Linked DNA regions of Mus musculus: region 1 is linked to region 2. A link is a contact called in public HiChIP or PLAC-seq data. All regions are on one chromosome and are shown on one strand. The core of a region is the stretch at or near the end of the contact, and the rest is flanking DNA. Distances in the headings are between cores, read along the strand shown.

The links. HiChIP or PLAC-seq counts read pairs in DNA pulled down with a chosen protein or histone mark.
Region 1: a contact with region 2 is called in an H3K27ac HiChIP or PLAC-seq map of microglia, with 5 times the contacts expected there. The contact joins the promoter of Tmed4 here to the promoter of Ccdc117 in region 2. A contact is called at or near these places in 1 of 39 promoter capture datasets (liver) and 4 of 115 datasets of contacts at active chromatin or transcription factors (bone marrow-derived macrophages, double positive thymocytes, extraembryonic endoderm stem cells and 1 more).

The regions. Positions count from the first base shown.
Region 1 is chr11:6,271,907-6,278,326 of GRCm38.p6, reverse strand. It overlaps Tmed4 (transmembrane p24 trafficking protein 4), which reads left to right and starts at 3,490. Exons shown (of 5, transcript NM_134020.1): 1 at 3,490-3,653; 2 at 3,829-3,929; 3 at 4,094-4,219; 4 at 4,440-4,586. The coding sequence starts at 3,494.
Region 2 is chr11:5,537,578-5,543,772 of GRCm38.p6, reverse strand. Ccdc117 (coiled-coil domain containing 117) reads left to right here and starts at 1,556. Exons shown (of 5, transcript NM_134033.2): 1 at 1,556-1,896; 2 at 2,350-2,400. The coding sequence starts at 1,715.

The DNA of each region.
Region 1 (6,420 bases), core at 2,241-4,740, 730 kb before region 2:
ACCCGGTTGCTTTAGTTCATTTAAATTTTACAGATTTATTATTATTACATATAATTTATTATAACATTAAAATTATTAAATATATAACATATAATTGTAAGTTATATAATATGTAGTAATATAATAATTGTCGATTATTAGGATGGCTCAGCAGTTGAGGGCATTAGCTGCTCTTCCAAAGGAATGAGGAGGTTAGAAGACAACTTTTGGAAGTTGGTTCTCTTCAGCACTGATTCTGGGAATAGAACCTAGGCTATCAGGCTTATCTGGTAGCCATCTTGCTAGCTTTACTTGATAGTAGGGTTTGTTTGTTGTCGTTGTTTTTTTTTTTTTGTTATTTTTTTTTTTAATTTGACAGGGTCTATGCAGCCCTGGTTATCCTGGAACTAGTTATGTAGACCAGGCTGACTTCAAACTCACAGAACTCTGCCTGCTTCTGTCCACTAAGTACTAGAATCCATTGTATGTGACACCATAGCCAGCCTACGTGATTGCTTTTAACGTTGGCTACACTGTGTTTTACATAATGTAAAATGCTGTTCATTCCAGCAGATAAAGGCTGAGTTAGATACTTATATGTAAAAGTCAGAAGATTTGGGACTGGAGAGATGACTCAGCAGTTAAGAACACTGACCACTCTTCCGAAGGTCCTGAGTTCAAATCCCAGCAACCACATGGTGGCTCACAACCATCCATAATGAGATCTGATGCCCTCTTCTGGGGTGTCTGAAGACAGCTACAATGTACTTACATATAATAATAAATAAATAAATCTTTAAAAAATACAGTGTACTTACATATAATAAATAAATAAATAAATCTTTAAAAAAAGTCAGAGGGTTGAATTGACATAAGTCAATTCAAACCAGTAGGGTTTTTTGTTTTTTTTTTTGGTTTTTTTCGAGACAGGGTTTCTCTGTGTAGCCCTGGCTGTCCTGGAACTCACTTTGTAGACCAGGCTGGCCTTGAACTCAGAAATCTGCCTGCCTCTGCCTCCTGAGTGCTGAGATTAAAGGCGTGTGCCACCATGCCTGGTTAAACCAGTAGCTTTTTTGTTTTGTTTTTGTCTTTGAGACAGAGTCTCTATGTAAAACTGATATTGTGTAAACCTGTGTACTTTGGGCTGTAACTTGCCAGAGTCACTTCAGTTTATGTCTGTAAATGTTTGGCTCCTTCTTGAATGTAACTGCAGAACTATGATGATTCTGTACCTCACTGTGCACATAAACACTACCACCTGCTTTGTGCCACCGTGAAACATGGGCCAATAGACACTTATTCCTAAAGTACTATCTATAAACTTACTAAAGTCGATTGGGATCAGATGAATGTACTGGTACGTTAAAACAGTATCAGACACGGCCTTAGCGCCAACTTCCTTGAAACTTCTGGGTCATGAGAACAAAGTAGCAGAAGAAGCTAATGTGCAGGCTGAAGCGCGAGAGAAGAAAGATGAAGCAGAGGTCCAAGTGCAGCCATGAAGCCTGTAAGAGCAGATGCAAAGGATGCTGAAGGCCAGGACACTGCACACGTTGTTGGACTGTCGATAATAAATCTCAGTGGCCCTTGAAAGTCACCTCACCAAGATCACCTGGGAAACTGACTTCCTTTCTTACATCCCAAACAGTCCTGCTGGCCCTCTGCCCTGGACCTTTGGCATTCTGGACTAGTTCTATTCTCACGTGTGACCAAACAAACAGTATCAGAAACCAAGGCCTGAGAACTTACCAAATGTGTCACACTGAGCCAGGGTCCAACATCCTTACCTTAAGCCCACATAGAGGAGCACTCCTAGCCTGGCAGTGAGCAATCCCAGCACTTGGGAGGCAGAGGCAGGCAGATATCCATGAGTTTGAGGCCAGCCTGGTCTACAGAGCAAGCTCCAAGCTAGCCAGGGATACAGAGAAAAATCCCCACTCCCCCAAAACAAACAAAAAACAAAACAAAAAGAAAAAAGAAAAAGAAAAAAGGAGCAGTCCTCACACTGCCATGGCAACTGCCCTACTGACCTGCTTTCTTATTATGGGAGTGTGTTTCAGGGATTGGCAAGACAAGGCCCTCCTGAACATCCCCCAGCATTCAGCTCAGCTGGGTCTCTGCTGCTATTCATTTCCTTGGTTCATTTGGACCTAGTCCTGAACTTCGTATTCATGGTCCTGTGATCCTGCATTTCAGTTCTGCTTCTGCTTGGTTCAACTCTATGTCTCTCAGCTCTGAAATCTTCAACAACAGCTCTGTGATTAGTTCAGTTAATCTAACAGAACTACCACAGTGCCTATTGGCTCTATGCCTCTGCCTCCCATTAAGACCTCTTTGAACTCCTTGAACTATGTTGCATCCTTTTAAACCTTTTTGTAAGGCTTCTCTAACACACACACACACACACACACACACACACACACACACACACACACACAGTCCTAGCTTGCTTTCTGTTGCTCTGATAAACACCACGACCAAAAGCAGAATGGGAGGAAAGCGTTTATTGGTTTCTGGGTTACAATCCATACCGAAAGAAGCCAGGGCAGGAACCCGTGGCAGGAATGTGGAGGCAGAAACTGAAGCAGCAGCTATGGAGAAGTGCTGCCTACTGGCTTGCCTCTGGCTTGCCTCTGGCTTTCTCAGCTACTTTTACTATACGACCCAGGACCATCTGCCCAGGGATGCTACCACCCATAGTGGGTTAGGCCCTCTATCAACTAACAACCAAGAAAATGCCCCATAGACAAGCTCACAAGCTAGTCCAATGGAGGCCAGTCCTCAGTTGAGGTTCCCTCTTCCCTGTTGTGTCAAGTTGACAGTCAATGCTAGGTCATACACATAGACATAATCACTATATGATATATAATGTATGACTTGATAGTAATTAAAACTGGATAAAAGAACCTGTTTCAGTTGGCGGTAGCTCAGTTGGTAGAGTGCTTGGCCAGCTTGCAAGAAGCTCCATCCTCAGCACCCAGCAGCGTCAGGTGTGATAATACACTGCTCAGGAGGCTGTGTAAACTAAGCTATCTTTGAATTTATTGTGACTCAATAAGTCCTGCAGTTGTGAAATGACACAATGTGTTCTCTTCTGTAGGGTGCTCAAAAGAAAGGTTTATTTTACTTCAGGTGCTGGGGACCAGAAGAACTCACGCTGTTCAGGTTAACCATCTCAAGTCGCCTAGCACCCTTCCCCGAAAAGTACGCTTGCTTCTCCTTACACAGAGCACAGGCGCAGAGAGGTGCCTAACAAGGGCAATCAAGCCTAAAGACAAGGGACAGAAGCCCTGGGCAGCTTCATTGGGCCGGCCTTTTCTCTCTGTAAGGCTAGTTTACGCTAGGGGACGCTCGGGCGCAGAACAATGCAAGCTTGGGGTCGGGTGTACAGCGGACCGGGTTTCGAAAGGGAGCTGAGGGACTGCGACACTGCGCAGGCGCATGTTCCGTTTCCAAGCGGGTGCGCAAACGCTGAGCAGTGCGCAAGTGTGCGCATGTGCAAGGTTGAGGCGCAATGGCAGGTGTTGGGGTCGGACCGCTGCAGGGGATGGTGCGATTTGGGCTGCTGGTGCTTACTGTGTGTGCTGCGTGTGCCCGTGGGCTCTATTTCCACATCGGCGAGACTGAGAAGCGCTGCTTCATCGAGGAAATACCCGACGAGACCATGGTCATCGGTCAGGGGGCTGAGGGTGGAGAGGCCCTTTGTTTTCAGCTGGCCCTTGGAAGCACCCCTCCTTCCCTGTCAGCTCGACCCCATCCCGAGGGTGCCTTGAGGGCACCAGCTCCCCTGCACAGTGCCCTGGGGCCACCTCCTGGGGGCTAGGTTGTGACTGTGTGTCTACTCTGCAGGCAACTATCGAACTCAGATGTGGGACAAACAGAAAGAGGTGTTCCTGCCGTCGACCCCCGGCCTGGGCATGCATGTAGAGGTGAAGGACCCGGACGGCAAGGTAAACCCCCACCACCTCGCTAAAAAGGTTCTAGCTGGCGCCAGCTGTCCGTTAATGTCTTTATGGGATGGAAAATACCGCCGTGGTCCTGAGAAAGTCCCCAGGTACCAGGTCCCGCATTTTAAGAGATCGTTGTAAAATTGGGGCTTGATGCGTGTTTGCAGGTTGTACTGTCCCGGCAATACGGCTCCGAGGGCCGTTTCACGTTCACATCCCACACACCCGGTGACCATCAGATTTGTCTTCACTCCAACTCCACCAGAATGGCTCTCTTCGCTGGAGGCAAACTGGTAAGAGGCTCATCAGCCTTAGAGTTTCTCACTTGATACCAAGGTTGATTTCTTGCTGTCTTTTCTTTTTTCTTTTAACTTTGCCTTTCTGGGGGCAGCAAGTGGGTACAGTTAGAACTGGATGTCCTTCTTCCTCATTCAGCCAGAGACAAGAATCAGACTCCATAGCGGTAACAGACGGTGGGTGGCACCCCCGTCATTTCGTCCTGTTTCCTTGTAGCGTGTACACTTGGACATCCAGGTTGGAGAGCATGCCAACAACTACCCCGAGATCGCTGCTAAGGATAAGTTAACAGAGCTCCAGCTTCGAGCTCGCCAGTTGCTTGACCAGGTGGAACAGATCCAGAAGGAGCAGGATTATCAGAGGGTAAGGGACTTGAACTTGGAGGCTGTACTTGACCTTTAAACCCACTGTGCAACGTGGCTGCTGGGGACTTCTCTACTCGGGAATGTGGGAGTTACCAGTCAGTCTACATAGGTGAGGTTTGGGTTTGCTTTTCTTTCCTCGATTTCTGTATATGTCTACAGTGGCAGGGTTGGACGTTAGGCAAGCTCTCTACCATTGAGCCACACCTCCAGTCATGTGTGTGTGTCTGTATTATATATCCGTATATAAAATGTATTATATTTATTTTAATGACTATATTATATATAAATACATATATGTGTATATAAGTTCTAAAAGCTTACATCACTCACTATTTCTAGGTGGTCTTCCATCCAAGTATGAACCAGGCCTGGCTCTGCTTAGCTTCTGAGATCAGATCTCAGGTGTTCAGGATGGTGTGGCTGTAGACCATTTAATATTTTTTTCTGTTTGTTTGTTATGAAATACATATAAAACCTAACATTTTAACTATGTGTAAGCGTACAGAGCTGTGGCATTACGTAGATTCATGTCCCGTTGCCCCCATCCCTGCTGTCTATCTGCATCACTTTCACCTTCCCAGCAACCCTGACCACATTGAGCTCTCCTCTTCCCTAGCTGAGGTTTGGATGTTTCCTCTGTGATCCTGATTATCAGTAAACACCAGCTCCCCCTTTCCCATGTTCTGCTGCAGTTCTACTTTTTGCTTATGGTCTTGGTCTTTTTTTGTTTGTTTGTTTTGTTTTTTTCGAGACAGGGTTTCTCTGTATAGCCCTGGCTGTCCTGGAACTCACTCTGTAGACCAGGCTGGCCTCGAACTCAGAAATCCGCCTGCCTCTGCCTCCCGAGTGCTGGGATTAAAAGCGTGTGCCACCACACCCAGCTTGCCTATGGTCTTGATCACTAACTCAGCTGCGTGGAATCCTTTTGTGTCTATCTTAGTTCATTTAGCACAATGTGCCCAGGGTTTATCTGCCTTGTAGTTTGTCAGAACTCCTGTTTTTTATATTTATTTATTTTCGCAGTGCTAGAAATTGAACCTAGGTCATCACACGTGCTAGATAAGGGCTCTGAACCCCATCATGCCCTACCCTTTAAATATTTGTCTTCTTATCGAGGATGTGTATCTGTGTTTGGATTTGTGTGTGTGTGTGTGTGTGTGTGTGTGTTTGGATTTGTGTGTGTGTGTGTGTGTATCTGTGTTTGGATTTGTGTGTGTGTGTGTGTGTGTGTGTGTGTGTGCGCGCACGTGTCGGGTGAGTTCAGAAGAGGGCTTCAGATCCTTGGGAGCTAGAGTTACAGATGGTTTCCAGCTACCTGACATGGGTGCTGAGCAGTGACCTCAGCTCCTCTACAAGAGAAGTAGGAGCTCCTAAACACTGAGTTATCTTTCCATCCTGTAGAACTATCACTGTCCCTCCCAGTCCTTAAGACAGGGTTTCTTTGTGTACCCTTGACTGTCATGGAACTTGTTCTGTAGACCAGGCTGGCCTGGAATTCAGAGATTGGCCTTCCTCTGCCCCCTGAGTGCTGGAATTAGAGGTGTGCACCACTACCTCCAGCTTTAGAATTCTCCTCTTAAGATTGAATAATAGTCTGTTGTATGTATAGACCTCATCTTGTTTTGGATAGTTATTTCTAAATTGTATGATCCAGTCTAGAGAGGACAGTGTACACTTTAGTAATCCCATTGCTTGCTTGTTTTCCATGGCCTCTTAGTGGAGAAAGCATGGTTTCAGTCGGAACAGAAATGGTTGTAAAGAATGTTCCTTTCCTTCCTGGGGGCAGTCTCAGTGGAAGGACTAGCCTCTGCATGGAATTACAGGTGGTATTC
Region 2 (6,195 bases), core at 307-2,806:
CACAGAATTATCCTAAATTCCTAACAATTCATTCCAGTCAAAGGTGCTGTTTTGTTCGTTTTGGAGATAGGGTCTCACACATCCATTTCATGTCCTTCTTAGCTGAGGCTGCCCTTCCATTTTTAAAATCCTCCTGCCTCAACCTTCCAAATGCTGGGATTACAGGTTTATGCCACCCGACCTGCTCATACAAAGTTGCCTTTATGAACTTTACTTCCTCCAAATCATTTATCACTAACTCAACTCCCCCAGGCTAAGACACTAACTCACTTCCTTAAGTCCACTCTAGTTCAGTTACTGGTGTGTCCTTGATAAATCTTTGGCTAAATGGCATTGACAATGGTATAAGCCACTCAGTGATGAGTGATGGGATCATTCTTTAAGGCAGAAAAAAATGGGGGATGATCAGTGGTAGGACTGACCAATCAATCCTCCACTCCATTGGTCCAACCTAAGCAGGGGACATTATTAACCATCTTTGGATATACAAGGCTGAACTTCTGCTTTTCCCCTCCAATTGCTCTCCCAATCTCTGGGGGTTTTAGTAATTGTCCATGGGATCCAATACATCAAAAATTTCATTTATGATAAAACACAGAAACAATTGAAAGATAGCATTACAAGTACACACATGTAGAGTTTTCTAAGCCTTGACATCCTGTTTTGTTGTTAAGGCTGAACTCAACCATTCTCTTGCTTCAACCTCCCTATAGCTGGGATTGACTGGAAGTATGTGCCACACATCCACCTGCTTCATGTATAAATATTGTGGTGGAGTACATGCACCCTACCACTCAGCTGCACTTCCCTCTCGGAGTTTTATTAGCTTTTAATTTTCTATTTGTTATTGTTATATGTGTGCATGAGAGTGCATGTGTAACCAGGGAACAAAACCAAGCCAGTCCCCACCCCCACCCCACGAAAGGAAGTTCAAGAACAAGTTTCTAGAGTTGGTTTTCCTTTCACCATAGATTCTAGAATAATAACTCCAGCTGTCAGGTCCCACTCCTAGGCATTTTTTTTTTTTATATTTTGTTTCGTAACAGTGGCTGGCCTGGAAGTCACTATGTAGACCAGACTGACCTAGAATTCAGAGATTTTCCCTCCTCTGCCCAGAAAGTGCTGGTATTAAATGTGTGCACCACTATGCCCAGCCCCACCTCTAGATTTTTAATTCATTCACTACTCACTTCAACTCTGAAAACATTTTTTCTTATCCTGTTTACTACAGAAGAAACAGAAACGTGTAACTTTTTATTTTGGACTGGGTCCCACGTAGACTAGGCTAGCCTAGACCATGCTACTTAGTCAAAGTCTGGCTTTGAATGTGTCTGATTATCCTGCCTCCACCTGATAAGAGCTGGGAATCCACCACGCCCAGCTCAAACGTTCTGTATAGGGATTGGGTGTCTGTCATTCTGGCCGGGTGAGGGCGACCTGACCTCCTGCAATTCGTCCGGTACACCCCCGGCCATCTTGCCTGTAGTCCTTAAGGACCACAACTCCCGGCATGCCTCACGACAGCGGCCCTCTATACACAACAAATCCCGACGTGTCTCTGGGCGGTCCGGAGTGGAGGGTTCTAGAAGGCGTGAGGTTGGGGGGCCGAAGAGGGCTCAGAGGCAGGTAATCGTGGGTAGCGTTGGTGGCGGCCACTGCGGAGTCTGGGAAAACGAACGACTGGGGTCGCGGACGCAGCCTCGTCTGGAAAGCCATGGCAGCCCTCGGCCGGCCCTTCAGCGGCCTCCCTCTGAGCGGCAGCGCGGACTTCCTGCAGCCGCCACCGGCCTTCGCGGGCCGGGCCTTCCCGCCAGGAGCCGCCGGCCATGACCTGGCCCCGCGGCCCGGTGTCCGCGGCGCGCCGAGCAGCCCGGGCGGGAGAACAGCGCGCGGACGGTGAGCAGGCGGGGCGGGCCCGTTAACCTCTCGGGACGTTAACCGTGAGTCCCGGGGCGCAGGGCGGGCGACCCTCGAGGGTTCTTCGGCCTGGACGCTTCCCTCCACACGCGCGGCCGCCGGCTGCCGGCCGGGACAACTTTGAATGCCTCTGGGACACTTGGGTCCCTCATCGGCAATGTTGGGGGCAGAAATGGGTTTGGAGCGAGTGCTCAACTGTCACTGCCCCGACAGAAGTGACAACTTCAGATTTTCTTGTCTGAGGTTATTTTATTCGGAGCCCCTGGCAAATCGTGATCACCTGGGACCTGTGTGGGTCTATCACGGCCAAGGAAGGAATGTTCAATTTGTGGCGGGAGATCCGGATGAGTGAGGCGACAAATACATGGTGCAGAAACGTTACATTTACGTTCCAGTCGTGAGTGACTGGTTTGTTTTTGTTTGTTCCAACAGTGTTTCCATTCACTGTAGAAAGAAACACAAGCGGTTGGCGGAGGATGATGAGTAAGTATCCAGACCAATTTGTCCTCTTTGTGGTCGCGGTTAGTTTAACACGTGTATCCTATTTGAAGTGAAAACGGTGAAGCACATGTATCTCTTTAAACTGCTGACATTGTTTGCCTTTTAGGGGCAGAAACTGAGTGGCGGGCAGGTAGAGGAAAATGCGCATGCATTTTAAACTGTCATTTCAGACACAAAAGTATTAAACCAAAACAAAAAGAAAATCCTAGGCTCTGTATTGGAAGGGTTGGTGTTCTCCGCGGAGGTAGTAACCATGTAACCTGTTCTCTTTCTCCTTAGGAAGAGTCCAGAAACTTACAAATTTTGTAGCCAGATACCTGGTCACTCTGCAATGCTTTGGAGTAGCTTATTCCAAATGAGTATATACAAGGTCTACCTGTTGGTTTTTGTTAAGATCGCCTGTCTGTGGAGCCGTGTCTAACCAGGGCTGTCCTCAAACTTATTAGATCTGTTTGCCTCTGCATGTTCAGATTATAAAGGCCCACATGCTACCAGGCCTCAATACCTGCCTTTTCTTTTTTTTCTTGACCATTACTATTATACAAATTCCAGATGAGTATGTGGAAGTTAGAGGACAGCATTTGGAAATTGGCTCTCTCCCACCATGTGGGTTCCAGGATCAGATTCAAGTTGTCAGTTTAGGGGCAAGTGTCCTTACTCATTGAATCGTCTTGCTTTCCTGCTTTTCCTGTGCTAAGGGTCACCTAGGGTGATCACGCTAGGCAGTTACAACCCCATTCACTTGTCCCAGGCCCTGTCCTGGATAGTCTGTCTGATCCTACCTCCACCCGACCCTGGTAGAAGCTAAATCCTTTTCTGACAATGACGACTTAATCCAGTAATCCCAACTGAGAAGGAGAATTTGGGGCTAGCTCTCAAAGCACAAACCAAACAAGAGCTAGTGAGGAAGGTGGAGGCAGGAGGATGAGACCTTGAAGGTCTTCCCTCTGAAACAGTGACTTGTGACCAGCTTGGGACTCATGAGATCCTGTCTTAAAAAGGGGGGGGGGAAGAAGGAACTAAAAATGAATTTTTAAAAATGAATTTTGAGCCGGGTGTGGTGGCGCATGCCTTTAATCCCAGCACTCGGGAGGCAGAGGCAGGCGGATTTCTGAGTTCGAGGCCAGCCTGGTCTACAGAGTGAGTTCCAGGACAGCCAAGGCTACACAGAGAAACCCTGTCTTGAAAAAAACAAAAAAAAAAAAAAAAAAAAATGAATTTTGATACTTAGACACATTAAAAAATTTTTAAAAATTAAAAAAAAAAAAAAAACCAGAAGGTGGTGGCCTGTGCCTTTAGTCCCAGAACTTGAGGCCAAGTTAGGCAGAGCTTAAAGTTAAAGGACAGTCAAGGCTACTGAGAGAAGCCCTGCCTCAGGGGAGAAGCGAGAGTTGAAAATTTCCTTATTTTTTTGTGAATGAGGGGTAAGGGAGGCAGAAGTAGCCCCATCTTGGATGTTATTGATATCATCCACCTCACCTTCTGTTTGGTTGGCTTTTGGTTTGTTGTTTTGTGGTTTGTTTTGTTTTGTTTTTTTTTTTTTCAAGGGTGGCCTTGGACTTAGAGATCAGAGATCAGCCCGCCTCTTGCCTCCGAAGTACACCACCACTTTTTGTTTGTTTGTTTGTTTTTTGTTTTTGAGGCAAAGGCTCACTATGTTGTTCTGGAATGTACTAGGTAGAACAAGCTAGCTTTGGCCACTTATCTATGCTAACTAAGTGCTGGGATTAAAGTGCCTGCAGTCCCAGCTTTGCTGCAGTTTTTGTTTTGTTTTTGTTCTGTGTGTGTGTGAGATGCATTTATAAGTGGAAGCCAAAGGTTGGCATCAGGTATCTTCCTCAATTACTTGAAATGTTCTATTTTGAGGCAGAGTAGCTCACTCAGACCCAGAACCTGCCTTTGGCTTGCCCTGTGAATCCCATCCCTACTTCCTGAGCCCTTTGATTACAGGTGGGTTCCATGCCTACCTGTCATTTACATACATCTCTGGTCTTCATGCTGCCACAGCATGTATGGGACTTTTCCCATTGAGCCAACTCCATGGCCCCCACCTAGTTTTTGTATGGTTAGGGCTCAGACAGAGCTAGGGATTTTCCTGCCTCTGCTCTCTGGTGCTAGTGTTACAAGTCACTATGCTTTGCTTTCTTTAATGTTGGTTCTGAGGATTGAACCCGGGTCCTCATGTACATGGCAGCGCCCTTCCCACTGAGCTGTCTGCCCCAGTCCAAAAAGTTGCCTTAGATCAACTTAGCCCTTAGCCCACAAACCCCTACATCAGGGGATTTGTTGCCTTGGGATTGCTATAGATAACTCAAGAACTTTTTTTTGTCTTCTATAGTGCTATAGGTAATTGAATTACTGATACCAGTGTTTGCTTAAGGTGTAGAAACTATGCTAGGTACAGTTGCAAAGGTCTTTAATTCCAGTGCTCAGGGGGCAGAGGCAGGTGGATCGCTTCAAGGACAGCCAGGGCTATACAATGAAATCCTGTCTGGGGGTAGGGGATGTAGGAACTTGATTTAATTCATACATTTATTTCTAGCACTTTGGAGACGGAGGCAGGTGGATCTCTGAGTTCAGCCTGGTCTACAGAGCAAATTCTAGAACAGCCAGGCTTACACAGAGAAACCCTGTCTCAAAAAAATTAGCTGCCTTTGATTTGTGGATGGAGAAAGATATCAGCCTTGAAAAGTGGGTATGTTGCAGGATATTTGCACTTTGTGGGCCACAAGATTGTGTGAACTAGAACAACCTTGTGTATGGCTCAGCCCTAGCGCACAACTAAAGTCAATCCTAGGTCAAGAGGCAGAGCAAGCAAGCAGCTGACAGGGAGTGAACCTAAGTGAACAGAGTGGGGGTCTTTAAGACAGTGTGGAGAGAGAAAGCTTCCTTCAGAACAGTCAGTAAATTAGGAAGACCCACTGGGTGGGTGCTCGCTCTGCCTCTCTGAGCTAACAGAGCTAGTTAAGCCAGCTGTCTTACTTACTTGCTTCTTTTTCACCCCTGCATCTGGCTCTCATTGGTAAAATGAACAGCTGGGAATTTTGTTTTTGAAGACAATGGGTGGCCTGCACATTTAGATCTATGCCCAGATGTGTACTGCTTAGCTTGCCACCCTCACTGCTTTGCTCGGTATCTAAAAACCTTTCTTTAAAATGCTAGTTTATTTTCCTTTGTGTATGTGCATTCACACATGGATATTGATGTTCAAAGCCCAAGGGTATTAGAGTCCCTAGCAGCTAGAGTTACAGGTGGTTGTGAGCCATCTGAGAGTGAGTGCTGGGAACTGAATTTGGGTTTTTTAAGAGCGGTACATGCTCTTAACTGATGAGCCATCTCTCCAGCTCCTAGAAACCTTTTTTTTTTTGGTTTTTTGAGACAGGGTTTCTCTGTATAGTCCTGGCTGTCCTGGAACTCACTTTGTAGACCAGGCTGGCCTTGAACTCAGAAATCTGCCTGCCTCCCGAGTGCTGGGATTAAAGGCGTTCGCCACCACGCCCGGCTGTAGAAACCTTTTTAAATTCACATTTTCTTTAGGGCTTAATCACTATTGATCTTCAGCTATTAATTAGCAACATAACTCTCTAGGATAAAACAACCTAAGGTCAAAGGACAATCTCATACATTGAATTATTAGATGTTCTGGGAGACTGCCCATTCTCTCTCAGTTATTATTTTTTCTTAGCTGGTGTTTCACAGGCATGTACCACCACACCCAGCTTAAAGCTTTTTTTTTTTTTTTTTTTTTTTTTTTTAAGATTTATTTTATATGTAAGT